Regions from separate parts of the Mus musculus genome. Here region 1 is linked to region 2. The links are chromatin contacts, called in public HiChIP or PLAC-seq maps. All regions are on one chromosome and are shown on one strand. The core of a region is the stretch at or near the end of the contact, and the rest is flanking DNA. Distances in the headings are between cores, read along the strand shown.

Region 1 (6,561 bases), core at 2,929-5,428, 49 kb before region 2:
GGGCAACTTTGGTTAAAACTCAGACTGTCCACACGCTGTGGCCAACTGCATCTGGCTTATATCAGCAAACTTGTAACCTGGCCTTTGAATGCCCAACTCCACTTCCAGCTGGTCCGGTTTTTATCGGTCTTCTCCATCGGTTCTTGCAGGCCCCGTAACAGCAAGCCCAGGAATTTGTCTGTGTGTGTAGAAAATCCAAAGAATTTATAGATAAGTCCTGTAGATTAAAGGTGAGTTTAGTGTGGGTGCAGATCCTGGTTGCTTTCCCTTTGCAGGGTCTTGGCTTTTTCTCGTGCAGGGAGAGCGGATGAGGCGACTCTTCTGTCGCTGGTCTGTGGGTATGCTTGGCAAACACTCGATTTTTATCTACAGAGGTGAGGTTTATTTACAGTAGGTGAAGTATATCTCCACAAAGCAGTTGCTTTTTTTAAAAGTGAGTTTGGCAAAGACCTTGAATGAGGTAAGTGAACAGATGTCAACCAAGAGTTAGACCTGAAGCAAAATGCCCTGATTTCAATAGCATTGAAAACCACCAAATAGCTAACGAATCACAAAAGGTGTGTGTGTGTGTGTGTGTGTGTGTGTGTGTGTGTGTGTGTGTGTGTGTATGTGTGTGTGTGTGTGTACGTGTACGTGAAAGCCTATCTGCATAATATATGGAGTCCCATAGTAGGATGAGAATGTCTTCCTCTGTCTCTGCCATATTGCCTTTGAGATGGTCTCTCACCTAACAAGAGGTTCGCCATTCATCAAGGCTGGCCAGCAAGTGAGCTTTTAGGATCCATCTGGCTTGGTCCCCCAGTACTGGGTGTACAGACAAATGCAACCATGCCTGGCTTTCTATGTGGGGACCAGGAATTTGAACCCTGCTTCTTGTGTCTGCCAAGCAAGCACCCTTCCCTATTGACTTACCTCTCCTCACAAAAGATTTTGAAGACTATAAAATATTTATTAAGGTTGGTGAAGGAAGACTTAAATAAATGAAGAGATGTGCATTTTCAGGCACTAAGGGGCAAATTACAAAAATCATAATTAAAAAAAAAGATCTGTAGGTCAACGAACATTCCCAGGATGCATTTGAGTGTGTACAGCATGGGAGGAGGGGCCAGCGATGTCACAGGAGTAAGGGGAGACTCACCACCAGATGCTAAGACAGTGCACAGCTACAGATACCAGGCAGGTGACAGCACTCAGCAGAGGTGTGTTGACCAATAGACACCACAGTCCAAGTGATTCAGAGAACCCCTGTGACGCTCATGAGAAGAGGGAAGGAGAAGACAGAAAGAGCCACACCGCATGTGGCACAGAACCAGGTCCCATTGTGATGGATGAACTGATGTGAAGGGAGAGACCATGACATATTCAGCAGGGAGCACAAGGACATCGAGTATCAAGAGCTGGGGGTCTCCTGGTCTCTTAGTTAGGGTTTTACTGCTATGAACAGTCACCATGACCGAGGCAACACTTATAAATGGCAGCATTTAATTGGGGCTGGCCTACAGGTTCAGAGGTTCAGTCCAGTATCATCAAAGCGGGTACATGGCAACATTCAAGCAGGCATGAGCTGAGAGTTCTACATCTTCATCTGAAGGCTGCAGGCCTTCCAGGCAGCTAGGATGATGGTCTTAAAGCCCACACAGTGACACATTTCCTCTAACAAAGCCACACCTACTTCAACAAGGCCATACCTCCAAATAGTGCCACTTCCTGGGCCGAGCATATCCAAACCATCACAGTTAGTAAACAGGACAGTGTCCTGTCCACATAAAACTGAGGCTCGGAAACGGGTGCTCCAGAGACCTCACTGTCAGGGGAGTGAGTGGCTTGTATATACCAGGAAGTTAGCTGGGACCTCAACTGATAGAGCAAAGATTAGTGGCATCCCCCAAATAGGTAAATGAATGTCAGCTTATCTAGACAATGGGATACTGTACCACAGTTATGATGAAGGTCCCTGGGATCGGTACAAGGCGTGGTGTAGGTGCTCCTGGGCAGATGTTGGGTGTGCTGGAGACTCACACAGTGCCACAGTGAGAAAGGTAGTATTAGTTCCTGGATTCATGGGCTCCATTCATGCTCCAAACCAGACCAGTTCAAAACCCTGCTGTGTGCGTGCTGCAATTCTGCTTTAGGGTTGACGCTTGGATAGAAGCACCTCATGATCCACCCATCAGCCTCCGGGCCCTGACCACGCCTCCCCCCATGTCCACAGCAGGGGTCAGGGCAGAGTGATGGAGACTTACAGTCCCCTACATTCCTCTACTGCTTCCATGGGTGTGTGTCCCCACAGCTCTTCAAGTCCCCTGAGCCTTAAGCCCAGAACCCTGTGACCAGCTTGTGAGGCCAGGGTAGGAATCCAAAAGCCTCTGGGCCAGAGCCTCAGCCCTGTGCTAGGAGGAGCACTGGACTCTGCCCTCAGCCGAGGGCCCAGTGGATCTCTACAAGGACGTCTGTCCACAGTTCACACTCCTGCCTTGTTATCTTGTTATTCCCAGTCATTCCCAGGAAGCAAGCTTCATGAAGCTGTCAGGAATGAACTCCACAGGCCGTGCTTCCCCCTCCATGCATCCATGCGTGTGTGTGTGGGGGGGTGGTGGTGTGTGTGGGTGTGTGTGTGTGCACTCACATACATATGATCCCAGAGGCCGTCCAGCTGCCAAGATTCCTCCATCTTCCCTAATGAGCCTCTTGGGAACTCGAGAGCCCAGGGAAAGAGACATGGTCAGCTTTGTTCTTCCAATGTTTCAGATAACCAGCTGTAGGCAAAGCTCTGGAGATCACTTCTGTTCATTTCTACACTACTCAAGGGTGTGGCTCCTGAACTTGAAAATACGTGTGTACGTACATACACATATCCACATGTACATACTACATACTCAGGCCAAACGGACACATACATGCACACACACACACACACACACACACACACACACACACAGAGTCTCGTCACATACACACATACAACATGCGCATTAATTGTAGCATGAACATATATGAGCTTGCACGTGTATACACATATGCATGTTTACGTGCATGCTATGTCTGTCCGTGGCATATGTCTTTACATACACACACACACACACAAGTGTGTGCATCTATCTAGACTCCTCAAGTGTTGGGCCCAGCTTGCTCCAGAACTCACTGTTTTTAGCAATGGCAAACGGGGACCCCTGCTAACCCCAGTCTGGCCTGAGGCTTCCATCACACCTCCTGAGCTCCCCAAGGAGACGCTAGGCTAGAGTTCCCCTGACCCAGATCCTGGGGACAAGGAGGCTGCCCAAGCCTCTTCTCAGGTCCTAGAGAAGCCTGGACAGGCTTTTATTCCTCAGTCCTGTCTAATCTGTAGAGATATCAGGCTAGGATAATTTGCCTGGTGATGAATTAGTAGATAACTGCTCCAAAATGACATGGAATTTAAGGGAAGGCTCTTATCTGATGTGGAGACACCAAGAAGCAGGCTGGGAAGCCGAAGCCCTTGGAGCCTAGGATCACAGTAGACCAGGAAATGAACCAGGGCCTAGAAAGAGAGGAGACCCACTCCTCCCAAGTTCTGACTTGGTGGCTCTGGGGTGGTGGCACTTCACGTTCAGAGCCCAACATGAGAAGAAGCACTTGTTCAGGACAGGCAATAGACACAAAAGCCAGGACTCTGCAAAGAGAAGACCCAGGAGAGGCCAGCAAGGAGCCTCAGGACCCCTGAGGTCCAGCAGGGATGGGAGCACCATAGAGATCCATGAAAGTGCTGGATGCTAAGTGGCCAGAGTGTGTCAGAGTGCATCAGTGTGTGCCAGCCTGTGAGTACCTACCGAGCTGTCCATGCCTCGCAGGCAGGTCTAAGGTGGATACCTCTATCTGCTTCCCTGCAAGTTCTAAGTGAGAGGCCCTTGTTCAAGAAGTGTATCTGTCTATGTGTGGCCCTAATAGGTGGGTCTCCCAGAGCCTTAACCTACGCCCACAGATTCTGGGCAAAGAGAGGCCTGGGTGATTGGAATATTCACCCTTCCTGTGGGGCAGAGGGCTTATCTGCCCCTCCCAGGACCACTTCCTTCCTCCCACACAGATAATGCATGGAGCCTGTTCCTGGAAAGTCTGACAGCGCAGCCTCAACCTGACCTCTTTCCATACATTAGGAGGCTGCACACCCTGCTGAGTGCTGGCACCTGGGACCTACTTCCTGCCCCAGGCTGGCTGGAGTCCATGGGCTAGCCCCAAGAGCAGCCATTTGTGCTCAGACTGTGCCACAGCCCGGAGCCCTTTCTCCAACTCAGCTCCAGCTGCTGGGGAGCTACAGGCCTGCGGGCTGAGATGCTGGGATGTCAGGGCCTGATCAAAGCAGGCTGTGTGGAGGGTGCTTGAGAGATGAAAAGCCAGAGGTCTGTGCCTCAAGGGGCTTCACAGAGGAAGGACTTCTCTCAGCCCAGCTGCAGATGGGACAACTGGTCCTCTTTCGGAGGATGTGGCAATATGTATTGGTCGGTTACTGAAGTCCCTGCCTGAGTCTTTGCCATCACAGTCTTAGGATACTCAGAGCCTCCACTTCACTAGGGGGCTGACACGACCCTGATGCCTGAATTAGGTGTTAACAGAGGAGAAAACAAGAGGCAACCCAGCACCTGAACACGAACACAAAATGCTTCATAAAGTGTAAGAGAACAGGAACATAGGAAAGACCCCAGGAGTCGCTCAGCTCAAGAATGCCAGCTTCATTAACTACTGAAAAAGAATATAATTCACAATGGTGGCAAAATTATACACATATTATATGATTATATATAGATGTGCTTGTATATATGACTATATACCTGTGCTTATCTAGAATATATATAATTTATGGCTTGGGGGGATCACCACAACATGAGGAACTCTGTTAAAGAGTCACAGCATTAGGAAGGTTGCGGACCACTGCCCTAGGGAGAGGGATAAAGACAATGGACCCAAGTGCAAAGCATTGTCAAGGAACAGTGAGGTTCAGAATGGCCCCTTTTTGTTTCTGTAACTTTAATTTTCCTTTTCGTTTTAAGTTATTTTAAAACAAAGCAGTAGCGGGGGCCGGGTGTGGTAGGTTGAATAAGAAACAACCATTTCCTTCTAAGGGAAGTAGCCACATGTTCACAATCACAGCAAAGAGGCCCTGAGACCAAGTTCATGGAGGGAGCTGTTTGCCGGCAGTGTGCTGAGGCTGCATATTTTCAAAGCTGACCTTAGCTCCCTCTCGTGAAGAAGGGGGGCCAGGGCTCTCTTCCTAATCAGATGTTCTTTATGACGCAGAATTTTTGGCTTTTGGCTTTTGGTCTTTCTGTTAATGATGCTTTCTGGATGACCACTCGGGTGCCTCAGCGCACACCATTTCTCTTTCTTCTTATGGTGACTGTCACTGACACTTGTCACATATTACTCAGGAGACCTAGAGCCCCCACAATAAGCTTTGTCTGGGCACTAGAGGTCTGATTCACAAGCCAGCAGACAGAAGCCTGTCACAAACAGAAGGCATGCTGGGTATAACAGGGTACTATGGTGTCTGAGCCTTCAACCTGGGGTGTCAACACACCTGGGTAGGGAAGTGTGAAAAGAGACCTGTTTCAGATAGACAGAGAAGATAGCCAAGGACATCCTTTCTTTAGATCCCAGGACTCTCATAGAGACCTATGGAACCTGAGATTCCTGTTGTACTGGTTACATTTACGTTAACCTGACACAAGCTAGAGTCATCACAGAAGAAGAAGCCTTAGTTAAGAAAATGCCCCCATAAGATCCAGCTGTAGGCAAGCCTGTAGGACATTTTCTTAGTTAGTGCTTGATGGGAGAGGGCTCAGCCCATTGTGGAAGGAGCCATCCCTGGGCTGGTGGTCCTGGGTTCTATAAGAAGTAGGCTGAGCAAACCACGGGGAGCAAGCCAGTAAGCAGCACTCTTCCACAGCCTCTGCATGAGTTGCTGCCTCCAGGTTCCTGCCCTCCGTGAGTTCCTGTCCAGACTTCCATCAGTGATGAACTGTTATATGGAACCCTGAGTGAAATAATCCTTTCTTCCCCAAGTTACTTTGGGGATTGGTTTTTCAACACAGCCGTAGTAACCCTAAGGTACCGGGATCCTGGGGTATTGCGGTCACAGACCTGACTGTGTTGTTTTGGGGATGATCATGGAAGGGGTTTGGTGAACTTTGGTCCAGAAAAGTCACTGAGGGTTCAAAGTATGCTGAGCTCTTCTGTGGAGCTTGGGAGATAAGAATGTGGAGAGCAGGGCAGGCGACGGAGGCCTGCCTGGCTTGAGAAGTTCTGAAGGACAGTTTGAGAGCCACTTAATGACTCTCTTGAGGACATGTGCTATTTTGAGTTGAGAATCTTTGGTTCTGGTTAGTTGGGGGCTGAAAAATCTGCTGATTAATGAGACCAGAACCAATAAAACCTTTGTTTTACTGGAATAGTCCATGCTGGTCTGCTGGAACAAAAACAAACAAACAAATAAAAAATTAGCGGTAATTAAGAGACCAGTGTGGGAATGGAGTTGAACCCATGTTCAGTTCCTAGCATCTGGCAGCTCACTACTCTCTGTAACAGCAGTTC
Region 2 (6,155 bases), core at 2,855-5,354:
GTGATGCCCTTTGCCCGTGAGTGATAGGAAGCTAGCACTTTGGTTCCTCCTCACTTCTGGAAAGTAGACAAACAAGAGGCCCAGCAAATCAAGTACAGGGTGGCTACGTCAAACCTCAGAAACTGCGGACTACATAAAAGCTGAGCAACTGCCCTGCTCTGAGACAACCACTTCTCAACGGCGGGCCAGCCTCTTGAGCTGTGAGTGTTCCAGCCCCATACTGTATTTGTGCTGTTGGACAGGACTTTTCCACGGTGGCATCTTTCATTAAGGTCTCTTCACAGGGACATAGTGCTTTGCTTTATAGGTATCCCACAATCTTGTAACTCGTAGTTACAAAATTCTGCCAGGGCTGGGCAGTGGTGGCGTAGGCCTTTAATCCCAGCACTTGGGAGGCAGAAGCAGGTGGATTTCTGAGTTCGAGGAAGGCCTGGTCTACAGAGTGAGTTCCAGGACAGCCAAGGCTACACAGAGAAACCCTGTCTCGAAAAGCCAAAAAAAAAAAAAAAAAAAAAAAAAAAAAAGAAAGAAAAACAAACAAGAAAAATTCTGCCAGGATTCGTCCTTCTGTCAGGATACATCTTTCCACGCAGTCTGCCTTCAAGGCTTAGCTGTTCATCACAGGGATTCTTGTCAAAGACAGCCTTAGTGCTGAGCATTGGTCATAGATGAGGCAAGCTGGAAAGCTGTCCCCCACTGTGTAGCAACCGGCATATCTTGGTTCTATGGAAGTATCTACTAGGACCAAGCCTGGGGCAGAGATTGGGTATAGATACAAAGTGTCAGGATGACCCCACAGTATGGAACCTGGTTGAGACTAGACTTCTGATAGACACCGTGCTTTTCATAGCTACCTGGCCCTTTCTGTAGTTTCCCCCTTCCTGGTGAAATGTTACTTGGTGGCCATTGTGATTTGGATCTCCACGTATTAAAGGTTTGGTCCCCTGTCTTTGGTGTCACTGGGAGGTGAAGGAAAACTGAGCGCCTCGTGGTGGAAAATAAAGTCATGAAGCATGTCCTTTGAGGGACTGTTGGTCCCTCTCTCTTCCAGTCGATCAGTGGGCAGCCTCCTCTGAGATAGGCTTCCTGTTGTGATGTTCTGGCAGGCTTAAGGTTCCAATATGACTGGGCTCTTGCTCTTGCTCCTTCGCCTGCTTGCTGCGTGAGACTGAGTAACTGCTAGATCCTTGGACTTCCATTCACAGCTGCGACTGAACCATTGTTGGGAATTGGGCTGCCGACTGTAAGTCATCAATAAATCCCTTTACTATCTAGAGACTGTCCATAAGTTCTGTGACTCTAGAGAACCCTGACTAATACAGAAGTTGGTATTAAAAGTTATAAAGTTGGTAGTCTGAACCCTAAGAAGTGAGGATCCTAAAGGAGACATTCTTCCTTCTAAGTTGATTGTGTTTTTTTTAATTTTGTCACAGCAACAGGAAGCTGACTCACACGTAGCTCATGCCCAACTCCATGGTGTCGCTCTGGGCATAAGAGTAGAAACAGAGTCTGGAGTTGAACCCAAGATGCTAGGGGAGCCAGGCACCATGCTGAGGACCGATCTCTCTCTCTCTCTCTCTCTCTCTCTCTCTCTCTCCCTCCCCCTCTCTCTGTGTGTATGTGTTTCCTCTTCTGTGCCCCTCAGTTGCAGAGACTAGGGCTAGAGCTGAGCATATTGATGCGGAAGAAGAGGAAGGGCATAGAGTCTAGCACTAACTGAGATCTTCCTAAGTGCATTTCTGTATTTTCAGCCCCCCCCCCCCCTTCTAGAGTGATCATGTGTTAATTGTATATACGAAGGGATCAAAACCCTTCTAGGAAAAAGCTGTGAATATTATGGGGGGAATGGAGATGTTGTAAGGGCCCAAGAGCAGGACAGAGACTATAGGAAAGACGTATAGAACATGCCGGGATTTTTTTTAACAGCCACTGTTGCTTCCTGACACTGCATTCATAGCAGAGAGCTCCTGTGGGTGATTTCCATTGTCAGTAGCTTTGACACCTTTGAATAATCTTCCCTGTGTCTGGGAAAGACCAGGAGGCTTGCTTGTCTCCTGCTGCTCCTCCTTCACCATCCCCAAACTCTTCTGAAGTGGACTCCCCTCAGCCTGAGGTGTCAAACCTTGAAGAAGGCAGGCAGCGGACTCTGAAGCCCCCGGATGCCTGGTGTGCCCCCCTCCATTTCAGGATTTCTCCCAGGAATGACAGACAGCCCTGGGGGCTACATCCCGCCACCTGCAGAGGCCTGCAGTTTTGGACACATAGTTGAGCTCCAATCGGCTAATTGAAGATTGAGGAATTAGGCCCTACTGCAGTGGGAGCAGACCTGGAAGGCAGGCAGAAGAAACAAGAACCCCCTCCTCCCCCTCCCCCCAAACTCCTTCTCCTTCCCCCAAGTCTACCTCAGACTCCCCACATGGGCATGGCTTCCAGGTAGACAGACATGAATACAAAGAGAGACAGGATTACTGAGATCCAGGACATGCCCCTACATGTATGTGTGCACGAATACATGTCATCGGACACACACGTGCACATGCTAAGTATAACTATGGAAAAACACACGTGGAGTTGCACACAAAGACCTGCCAGGCACAGACAGCACATGGACCTATCCTCGCCTCTGAAATAGTTTTGAAAAAGAGTGCAGGGCAATCAATCATTTGTATTCTTTTAAAAAAATGTGGACTACAGTCCTCTAGATTGCTTTCTTCCTCCCTGTGCCCTTTTCACCTGGACAGGGACTCCAGGTTTGAAGGCGGATGAAGTGGGGATGTGGGCCAGGTGGATGGGCGAGACTGGGCAGGCCCCTGGGTCTGGGGCAGGATCCGGCCTTTGAAGCCTGGAGAGGATTCAGATGATGTGAGCAGATGAGAATCCCAAGCAGGCCTCGGGCTGCAGCTGCGGAGCAGTGGGCAGAGGGAGGGCAGAACCAGCCCAGGTCAGGAGGCTATATGGAGACTAAGAGGAAGGGAGACTGGAGAGGGGCCTGGGAGGATTAGGAAGAACTCTGGGGTTTAGGAAAAGCTATGGGGTGTTACTGAAGGACTTGGTCTCTGGTCTGCAGAAAAAGTGTGAGTCACTTGAGATGGTACAGACTCAGGGTGGAGGTGTGAGAAGGTCTGGGGACCCTGGCTGAACCTGGATAGTTCTTTGTGGTCTGGGAAATGAGCCAGGCTAAGAAGGACAGTGGAGATGGGCAAGGATGAGGGCTGGGGAATTTGGGAAATTGTCACTAGGCCAGCGCGAATGGCTTTCTGGAATCTGGATTTGCTGTTTGATAGGGGTCAATGTCTCTGATTTTGTTAAAGGCCAGGCCAGGAAGGCCATGCTGCCCTGTTGTTGGAGGAAGGAGCCCAAAAGAGAGAAAAATGTGTGTGTGTGTGTGTGTGCTTACTTGAAGGTACCTTTTTGTCTCTGGGTATTCCAATTGTGTGTGGGGGGGGTGGATGTGGGGACAGGGGTCACCCCTGGGTGTGGCTGGCTTCATAACACATGTACACCTGCAGGCAGCTCTTGGAGGAGATACCCGTGGGGGTGCACCATGGCAACGTGCACGGTTTAGAGAGCCTGCCCTGGACTAGAAGACAGTGGAGATATTGAGGCTGGCAGGACCCTCATGACACACCCAGGGATCCAAGAGTGCAAGGGACATAAGAAGTGGTCGTGGTCGCTCCGAAGTTTCCACTGATGGTAGATGTCTTCTTTCTTCAAATCTCTGACCTTCCCGTTGTCCACCTCACAGACTGAACACATGCCCTGCAGTGGGCATGAATTAATGAATGCGGGACATCCTTGCACCTTGCTCTGGCTTTGAATCTGGATCTCACATATTGCCTCTGGTAGCTTCAGGAGGCAACATGGTATGAAGGGACAACACCCGCGTTGGAGACATTGGAGAGAGGACGAGACTGCCACTCAGAGTTTTAGAAGCTGCGATAGATGCCAGCCCTTGTTCACCCTGCTTGCTCCCAGGTTCCGATCCTACCAGATTGCTCACCGGGTCCTCTCTGGCCCAGCTCTGCTTCTTGAGCCCAGAGCCCCGCCCATCGAGCTGTCTCCGCCCCGTCCCGCCCCTGCCCACCCCTGCCCTAGCCCGCAGCAGCGGTCGGGAGCACTGTGGGCTAGCGGCTCACCGAGGAGCTGGGTGCAGCATCCGGGCGCAGACGGCCTGGCCTGGGGAGATGGCGCCCAGGTTTGCAGGCTCAGGGCTAAAGGGTGAGAGGGGTTGCGGGTCTCTTGGGCTCCACTGACCTGTGACTGTCCTCCGCAGGTGGCACCTCCTGGATGTGCTCACCAGTTTGGTCTTGCTGCTGGTGGCACGCGTCTCCTGGGCAGAGCCAGGTAAGCCTGGATGGAAACATAACTTGGTGCCCCAGGGTTCGCTCTACTTACGTGCCTTTTGTGCAGTTCTGTGGCTTGTCCCCGAAACAGCCACCTCTTATCCTGTACGGTCTGCCGGGAGGCAGTGGCGTCCGGGCCCTGCCCACGCGCAGGTGGCGGCCGGTGGCTGGAGCGCTCAAGGGTAGCGCGATGGTGGCGTTTTCAGTGCTGTGTTGCTTATGTTGGCCATTCATTCTCTAGGGTTTGAGCGTCTGGGGTTCCGGGGTGCGAGCTGTCCGTGTTTGGAGTCCCTTGTGGGGTGGCCAGACTTAAGCGGCTCTGCGGGGAAGTTTGTGCGTTCCGCTGGCTAGGCAAGCAGAGGCATACACCCGTGTCCCACCTCACCAATGTTGCCCTTCCTGGCCTCATTCTGGTCAACGCTTGAGTGAGTGGCCGCCGCCGGTCCCTCCAGGTCCTCGGGAGGGACCGTGGGCGGGGTTTGTCACGGCTGAGAAAGAACCGAGAAAGATCGTTAAGTGCATGGCGTCATCTTTGCGTTTCCAACCTGTTGAGGCAAAACTGCGCGCGTTTGCCCGGGGCCGGACTCCGGTGGCCGGCTAGTCTTTGTGTACCACTGCAGCTCCAGGCCCCTGTCCCCCGCGCCTGCAGTGGTGTCGGGTTGCGCGCGGTCCCCTTTGATGCTGATGAGCGCCAAGCGCAGTCAGGCCGGCCACAATGCTCCTAAGCCCACGGAATCGTCGCCTTCTTTGCTGCCCTGTGAGGACCGCAGCAGCATGGGCGCACTGAGAACTGCTTTGCCACCAGCTCAGAGATTCTGCAGCTAACCAGCAACTGGCTGCTCTCCTCCTGCTCAACATATCCAAGAGGCTCCTGAGTTGGGGGTTGGTGCAATGCCAGACTGCCGGGGTAGAAACCCCGCGCTTTATCACAAAGGCGCCTGCTGGTGACCTCCCGAAAGAACCAAATCCGAACTCTGCAGTATCACCTGCTGTGGTCCCAGGCCTCTTGCCACAGCATCATGAAGGATAAAAGATAAAGAGAGGAGGGGAGTCACTCTGGGAAGGAAAAGTAACTTGGTACATTGCTTTAGTGCGTTAGTCACTTCAGGCTAAACATCAGTACAGGCCCTTTTAAACAGCAGATCTGAAAAGCACCTGTTGCTTGGGTAGCAGATAGTTCTTCATTTATTTGTGTTAACTACAGGGGGTGGGGTGGGGTGGGGTGGGGTGGGGGTAGGGTAACGCCTTTCAACTGCAGGAGATGGGTCTTGGCCAGGCTGTTCTTACTGACCAACCGCGTGGCACTTGGGGCTATTAATCAAATGAGGGCCTGGCAGGGGCTGCAGACAGGGATTTGTAAGCCTGGGGCCTCTTCTGTAACCACTGATGACAAAGGAAAGATGCTGGAGAGAGCAGCACACACACACACACACACACCAGCCCCCCAGCTAGACTGGTTTCAAGTGTAGAAAGGTGATAGATCGTAATTTTAGCCTTTGGGTGGAACAAACCTCTGTGTCTGTAAACTTGGCGATCTAAGGATAACCTTGGGAAGGTGATGTCTCTCTGCTTGCTGTAGCTACTGTTGGGGGTTTTAGTGGTGCACCCTCAGGGACAGGGAGGTCCCTCTAGAGATGTCCAAGGAATGTGATTCTTTTGCCTCCTGGAGGTTGAGTCAAAAGCTGCTCAGTGGGGGGGGGGGGGGCGGGGGCCGCGGCTTGTGTTGCTTACACCAGCTCCTCCCCCAACATGGCCAGGGCTCCTCATCCCGGTAGGGCTGAGTCCTCTGGACCAGGATAACTGTTGAGCTTT

Evidence for each region. HiChIP or PLAC-seq counts read pairs in DNA pulled down with a chosen protein or histone mark.
Region 1: an HNF4G HiChIP or PLAC-seq map of pancreatic cancer cells shows a contact between it and region 2. The contact joins the enhancer-like site here to the promoter of Col18a1 in region 2. A contact is called at or near these places in 8 of 39 promoter capture datasets (the 3T3-L1 cell line, the C10 cell line, the HPC-7 cell line and 5 more), 1 of 15 datasets of contacts at CTCF or cohesin (the G1E-ER4 cell line), 13 of 484 Hi-C or Micro-C datasets (the C2C12 cell line, the G1E-ER4 cell line, the N1E-115 cell line and 7 more), 17 of 115 datasets of contacts at active chromatin or transcription factors (bone marrow-derived macrophages, craniofacial prominence, double positive thymocytes and 11 more) and 4 of 9 other capture datasets (adipose tissue, bone marrow-derived macrophages, macrophages and 1 more).

Annotation. Positions count from the first base shown.
Region 1 is chr10:77,213,383-77,219,943 of GRCm38.p6, reverse strand. The region is part of intron 1 of Gm35837 (a long non-coding RNA gene); the gene reads right to left. Among named protein-coding and RNA genes, the nearest start is that of Gm40704, 5.6 kb to the right of the region's middle. Within about 2 kb of position 4,178, at least 49 of the 459 cell types and tissues checked have an H3K27ac peak or open chromatin away from gene starts, as enhancers often do. A contact at or near this core is called in the G1E-ER4 cell line, the HPC-7 cell line, bone marrow-derived macrophages and 3 more, where this site is marked.
Region 2 is chr10:77,164,479-77,170,633 of GRCm38.p6, reverse strand. It overlaps Col18a1 (collagen, type XVIII, alpha 1), which reads left to right and starts at 4,104. Exons shown (of 42, transcript NM_009929.3): 1 at 4,104-4,195; 2 at 4,274-4,344. The coding sequence starts at 4,185.